2 separate regions of the Mus musculus genome follow, and region 1 is linked to region 2. Evidence: chromatin contacts called from public promoter capture Hi-C data. All regions are on one chromosome and are shown on one strand. The core of a region is the stretch at or near the end of the contact, and the rest is flanking DNA. Distances in the headings are between cores, read along the strand shown.

Region 1 (3,270 bases), core at 377-2,876, 530 kb after region 2:
TGTATGTTCACACTTGTGCATGCATCCATGACAGCTATACCAGATGTTAGTAGTGTCCTAAAGTGCACTCAAGTGGCAAGAAAAAACTCTTGATTCCAGTCTAGCATTGCTTCTAACTCTCCATGTCCTTGGGTAGGTCCTATCCCAGGTTAGACTGTTTGAAAAGTCTGGAGAGAAGGAAGTGAGTGATCTGTATTTAAAGGTAGCTTCCTAATTCTCCTAAATGACCGGTGGACTGCTTGAAATTTTTGTCAGTCTAGTTACCAGTCTTGCCCTGCGATCTTCCTTCCCAAATAAACAAAGAGAGAGGTATTCTCCTTGGCTAGAAAAACAACACCTTTAAAATTGGTAGCTGGGAAGCTGGCTTACTGGTTAAGAGCAGTGGATGCTCCTCCAGAGAAGCAAAGTTCCCAGCACCCAGATCACAACCATGTTTACTAGTTACAGGGATTTGAAAACCTCTTCTGGCTTCGATGGGCACCAAGTACACAGGTAGTTCAGAGTTGTACAAGGAAGTAAAACACTCATACACATAAAATAAAAATTAAAAGCTATTAGGTTGGTAGTTCTCATATCTTGTTAAGGCTTTTAGTCAAATTACATTTTCCGATCCCCTCCGTTGTTAAGGGGTAACGGGAGCACAGCAGAATGGAGTTAATTTGATAAATGTTCTTAGGAAGGCTAATATACCAAATTTTGTCAGAAGTTTTGTTTCGTGTTGTTTTAGAGCCAGCCTGGCCACAAATTCCTGGCTCAATGGATCTTTGTAGCTCAAGAGATCCTCCTGTCTCAGCCACTCCAGTTAAAACACCACTTCTGGTTTATTGTAGGTATTTTAATACTACAAAAGATACTTGCTTTCCTGTGCTCTAACTTCATTCCCCGCTTGATTCTCATTTTTTTTTTTTAAAGAAAAGCAGACAAGTGCATCTACTAGAATTAAAAAAGACTCAAATATTATATTAGGGGAAACGGAGGCGGGCGGAGGAAAGGTTATTTCGGGTCAGTCTAAAGAGCCTGAAAGCACGGTAGCTCTAGAGACCAGGTAGACTTCTGAGTGTAACCACTACCTAACAAGACACATCTTTCTCCGAATCAGTCACACAGTGCAGCAGACAGAGTCGGAGGGTACATAACTAGCACAGTTGCGTCCAAGCTGCAAACCAGGACCGTGTCCTTCCCACCGCAGCAGTCTGAGGAATGTGGGATGACGAGGCGCGGAGGAATAAATTACTGGACGAACGCAAGCCGTGGCTACGAGCCCACGCAGGAGGAAAAGGTGTGAGAGCCTCGCCGATACCTGCGAAGCCGCTATAGTGCGCCCCAGGCTCGTAGTGCCTCCTGCCAGAGGACACGTCGTAGACGCGGCCGAGCAGTGCCAAGTACAGGCCCGGGTCCCCTGGGCCGCCGCGATAGCGGGCTAGCTCCTCGGGAAGGAAGAGGCGAATACCAGGGCGGGGACCCCACCAGTCCATCAACCACACGGCCATGACAGCCACCGCCGCCACGGCCAGGCTCAGCACCACACCAAGCCCGCATATCCTCAGCATCTATACAGCAACACACCAGACACGCTTCGGAGGTAGCCACCTCTTAAGCCACCACTAAGACAGCAGAGACGCCGGCCGTGACGTCGGCAGCGCGACACTGACAGACTTCACAGCAAAGTTGACTCTTTTGCCCCCGACTCTTTCTTCTTTTCTTGTCCAGCCTAGATTCTGAACGTGAAGCGTGGAGCAGAAAAGGGGAACAGTACAGAGAAAAAACAAACAAACAAACAAACAAACAAAAAGTCCTGGCTTACAGTTTATCCGCCCTCAACAAAGATGGCGGCAGAGGCGGCTAGACGGATACGTTAACGGGTGGGTTCCCGGGCTTCATTAAGCTGTCGTGAGCAAATGGAATCCGCTTGACGGCTCCGTTGCGACATCAGGCCTCGCTCGACAGCCAGGAAGCCGGAAGTCACTGCCGCCGCTGTGGTCTCCACCCCGTCCCCGCCCGCCAGGAGCTGTCGGAGGTTGACAGGTCGTGGCTGGGAGGCGGCGGCGGCGGCGACACCTCCGAGCACCCAAGACGGAGACCCCATGGGGAACGCTCCGAGTAACAGCAGCGAAGACGAAGCGGCGGCCGCAGGGGGTGAGGGCTGGAGCCCACATCAAGATTGGGCTGCCGACTCTGGCACGACCCCCGGCCCCGGCCCTGCGGCCGCGGTGCTGCCTTCCGCCGCTGCACTCCTGGAACCCGCTCGGCTGCGAGAGGCAGCGGCTGCGTTGCGGCCCGCACCTCCCTGCGAATCCCTGGTGTCGAGGCACCACGGCGCGCTCTTGCGCTGGCTGGAAGAGCGGCTGGGCCGCGGTGAAGAGTCCGTCACCCTGGAGCAGTTCCGGGAGTTGCTGGAGGCTCGCGGCGCTGGATGTTCGGGCGAGCAGTTCGAGGAGGTCAGGGCTGGCTGGCTGGCTGGCTGGCGACAGCGGTGCGGGAGCAGGGTGGTCGCCAATAAGGTCCTGAAGAGGTGGGCGGTTGCTTTGCGGAGGCCAGCCAGGAAGCCATAGGGTCCTCGGGTTCTTAGAATGGAAGTATGGCGTTGTCCGAACTCTTTCGGAGTGCATCACTACGGAATTTTGCTACGTCTCTCGCCTTTACTAGAGGTGTGGAAAGTCCAGGCTACATTAGCTTTGTTCCGAAGAGAGGAGCAAGCCAAAAAAAAGTCTCTGCATGTGGTAGGCAGACATTTGTGCAGTTGACAGGCTTAGTTGCTTGCTGGACCTTATCAGAGTAAGACAATTACGAGAAAGGATGTGCAAAGATCAAGGGAGTGGCCATGAAAACCATTCTGTTTTACTGGCCTGTGCAGGAATCTTGTAGAGAACCATCTGAGTCTAATGTGGAAGGAGGGTAACATTACACTGAAAAGACTCATTCTGCAAGCCGTTCATGACTATAAAATACTAGGTTTTGTTTGGTTGGTTGTTTTTTGTTTGTTTGTTTTTTTTTAACAAGTATACACTGGATTTTAAATCATTGAAGAACTTGTTCCAGGCTCATTTGAAACCTTATCAAACCTAAAGTTGATAGGGAAGCGTTAGTTTTCTTGTACTTATGAAATTTCTCCTCATATCTCTACTGAACATTTTGGTTTATGGTTTGGAAAAAACTGACCCAGAGTTAGCCTATAAATCATTTCACTAGCAAAGTTGAGAGTATCTCACAAACCTCTTGATTCCCACCCCATTCCCTTAGGTCCCTATTATCCTGCTCCCTGAAGTCTTA
Region 2 (3,424 bases), core at 596-3,095:
TGTATGTGTGTGTGTTGGGGGGGGGGGGGTGTGCACACGTGCGCATACACATGCATGAGCCAGGGATAAAGTGGGATCCTGGTTACACTGTCCTCTACCAGAAAGGTCAAGCAAGCAACTATAATTATTCCAAGGAACATCACTCCCCGCCAGCAGAGCTAAAATCACAGCTTCCTAACCTGGATGCCTCCCACAGACGGGAATGGCCCCGAATCTCTGGATGCTCGCTAACAGAGTGGCAGCGGATGAGTCCGCACAGTTGCTCTGCTCTCCTTGGCCCATGTGGAGCCTCTGCTCAGTATGTTTCCTCTGCCCCCCCCCCCGCGCCCCAATCCTAGGAGCCGGAATGATCCCCTTTTACTCCCAGAATCCAGTCACCCCATTGTACCCATCAAAGCACCCGGGGCCCGGAGAGCAAAGGGTCTTGCTGAAAGGCACAATGTGAAATGACTAGAAGCCCACCAGGGGACACCCCTCTCCTCTCAAAACCTTCCCTGAAGAGAGCCACTGTTTCTCAAACCTGCCTGTGGAGGGGAAGCAGGATCCGAGCAAGGTTTCCTGTCTGGGCTGAGAGTGAAAGGGTAGCCACATAAGGCTTCAAAGAGCCCTGGCCTCGCCAAACTGGCTGCACACAGCCTGACAGAGCCGGGGCCAGCGCTCCCGCCCTCCTCTGCTCTGCAGCCAAGGCCATTCATTCTCTCCCTTCCTCCCAGGAGCACCAGGAGGCCAGGGAATGGGACTCAGCTTCCCCAGCAACCGAGAGCCATGCCACCCAAGGCGTGAGCTCTGGGAATACGTCCTGCCTCCTCACACTGACTGCCTCAGCAGGCGGTGGGCAGTGCCCGACCTGCCTTTCAGGCTGCAGCAGGATTTGAACTCGAGAGTGGCTTCCTTGGCTTCCGAGCTAGAAAGAAATATAGATCATAGATGGGGAACCTGAGCTTCAAATATCAAGGCCAGATTATGGCAAAGGCATGATCCACTCTGTTCCTGTAGTTCCCTGCCTGAAGGCATCTACAGCTAGGAAATCTCTCTTTCCTAGAGAAGAGGCACAGAGGGAAAGAAAGCCCAGCCTTCAGAGTCTCTACTAGCTCGAGCATTATCTTTGAGCTGGACTAGCGTTGGTTGTGCACTCTGGGAGGAGATTTTGAGTCAGAGGCTAAGCCTGTCGAGGGGTCTGTGTGGTTCAGATCTGTTCTAACGTCCAGGTTTCCGTGTTTGCCCGGACGGCTCTTGCGCCCTGAAATCGGTGCACTCTAGGACGTGTTCACCTTAGGGTCTGTGCGTCCCTCGGATTCTTTGCAGAGCACCTCCTATCTGGTGCCTGGAGCGTCTGAGCACGCGTCCCAGGGGAGCTCGTCCCCACGGAGGAATCTATGCGTTCCAGCTCAGCGTTCCCGGGTTCCGTGCCCGTTATTGCACTGGGCACCCGGATTCCGCCAGGCTGCCCAGACACGCAACTGACCTTGTCAGGTATCAGAATGACGAGTGGAAGCATCAGGATCGGGGTGAAGAGCAAAATCGCAAAGGACTTGAACTTGGTCACACAAGTCTTCGCCGAATCCATCGCGTGAAAGGGAGACTGACTGGAGGGAGAAAAGATTGCGAGGCAGCTAGAAGCTTCACGAGCTTAAAAGGGGGACGCGCGGTCCCACCGGATTGGGGGCGGCTACAACTCCGCCCCCCATTGCCAGGCCTCCCTGCGGTCCTGGGGCGGAGCCACCCCTCGGGGTCTGTGGGGAGTGTCTGTCCCAGGACTCTGCCACCCCGCGGCAGAGTGAGGCGTTTGCAGATTTCAGTGCTTGGCACCAGCCCTCTATGGAGAGGACTGGACCCTGGCACCTCACCACTTGCCAGCCCGTTGGCGCTGCTCTGGTCCTCAGTACCATGCAGGGTGTGCCGGTCATTCTGCCAGCTTAAGCGTGAGGACCCTTTGTGTACTCTCACCTGCTCTCTCCTGGACTCCGGAATGTCCCAGATGAAAAACACCAGCCTGTAGGATTCTCAGGCTTCTCTCTCCAAAGCGTTCTCCTTCTCATCCCTATCCCGGAGGGGCGTCTCCTAGAGGCGATGGCCGAGCCCTGCGCCACCGCGGTCTTCTCACCTCCAAGATCCGCTGGCTTCCTCCTAGCGTTAGCCCGACTCTAGACATAGAACCCATTTCCCTCCTCGTGCCGTCTCCTACCCAGCGCACCGTAGGCGCTCTAGAGGGACCGCTAAGGAAGGCGGTCACTGTCCTCGCAGACCGAACGACTTTTACCCTCCAGCGAACGCGCTTGCGCAGGCCGGCCGTCTTTGCCCAGGCGCGGGTAGTTGCTGCCGCCCACTTACCAACCACCTCGCTAGTACCATTTTATGGTGGGAGACGGGGCCTTAGAAAAGAGGGGGCATAATCCTGCCAACCATCATCGAGGCATTCGTTCATTCATTAATCCTCCCCTTAACAGACCTGTGTGTAGTACCTGCTGTGCTAAGTCCTGTTTGGGACACCAACACAAGAGGGTGCAATGACATTATTGACACTTCGGTGAGTTCTTTCTCTTCTGCCTGCCTCTCATTCTCCTCTGGGGAGTCTTATCCACAGGCTACTTGACACATGGCTGAGTCCAGATTCCTGTACAGTCAGCTCTCACCACTGATCAAGATGCTATCTAGTTGCTGACATGGTTAGCGTGTTTACGACTAGGATGGCTGCTTCTGTTCTAAACATGGAAACCATCGGCGTACTCTGAACTATATACAACAGAGACCGACTATTAGCACGGCACTTACACTGTGTGTTAGGTGTTGCAAGCAATCCAGAGATGAAGTAAAGAATAGGTTATATGCAATTGCTACGAATTATATGAGACTAACCTCTCCTCCCTCTTCTCCACCCCTAGCCCTGCCACCACCACCACCAGGAAAGAACTACTGAATTCCCCACCTTCTCAGCCTGTGAATGTCGAAGGCCCTAAAACAGAACACACATTTGTATCAAGATTTTTGACTCTGTTCCTGTGACCTGCCTGTCACCTTGCCCTCAAGTCTGCAACTGCCTTCTTCAGGCCCTCTCTATTTTCGGTTTGTTTGCTTGTTTGCATCTATGTGGCCCTGGGCCCATCCCTTCCCCCAGGGCAATTAAAACTAGAGTTCCTGCTTTGGGGTGTGTGTGTGTGTGTGTGTGTGTGTGTGTGTTTCAAGACTCTATGTGTATGAGTATTTTGCATGCATATATATGTGTGTATCATTTGCATGTCTGATAACCCCAGAGTCAGAAGAGAGTGTCAGAGTCCCTGAAACTGAAATAATAGACAGTTGGGAACAGCCATATGGGTTCTGGGAAATGAACCCAGGTCCTCTTCCAGCAAGAAGAGTGAGTCCTGCTGTTAACCATGGAGCCAGCTTTCCAGCCTTTTGGAGTTTTTATTTAATCTTCGTTTTA

The links. Promoter capture Hi-C pulls out the DNA fragments that hold promoters and counts their contacts.
Region 1: a promoter capture Hi-C map of embryonic stem cells shows a contact between it and region 2, with 2.2 times the contacts expected there. The contact joins the promoter of Cyb5d2 here to the promoter of 1700051A21Rik in region 2. A contact is called at or near these places in 6 of 39 promoter capture datasets (cranial neural crest, embryonic stem cells, frontonasal cranial neural crest and 3 more) and 1 of 115 datasets of contacts at active chromatin or transcription factors (astrocytes).

Annotation. Positions count from the first base shown.
Region 1 is chr11:72,794,213-72,797,482 of GRCm38.p6, forward strand. Cyb5d2 (cytochrome b5 domain containing 2) reads right to left here and starts at 1,627. Exons shown (of 4, transcript NM_001024926.3): 1 at 1,301-1,627. The coding sequence starts at 1,550. It overlaps Zzef1 (zinc finger, ZZ-type with EF hand domain 1), which reads left to right and starts at 2,014. Exons shown (of 55, transcript NM_001045536.2): 1 at 2,014-2,438. The coding sequence starts at 2,085.
Region 2 is chr11:72,264,999-72,268,422 of GRCm38.p6, forward strand. 1700051A21Rik (RIKEN cDNA 1700051A21 gene) reads left to right here and starts at 1,846. Exons shown (of 2, transcript NR_045922.1): 1 at 1,846-2,527; 2 at 2,883-3,424. Slc13a5 (solute carrier family 13 (sodium-dependent citrate transporter), member 5) reads right to left here and starts at 1,606. Exons shown (of 12, transcript NM_001004148.4): 1 at 1,466-1,606. The coding sequence starts at 1,567.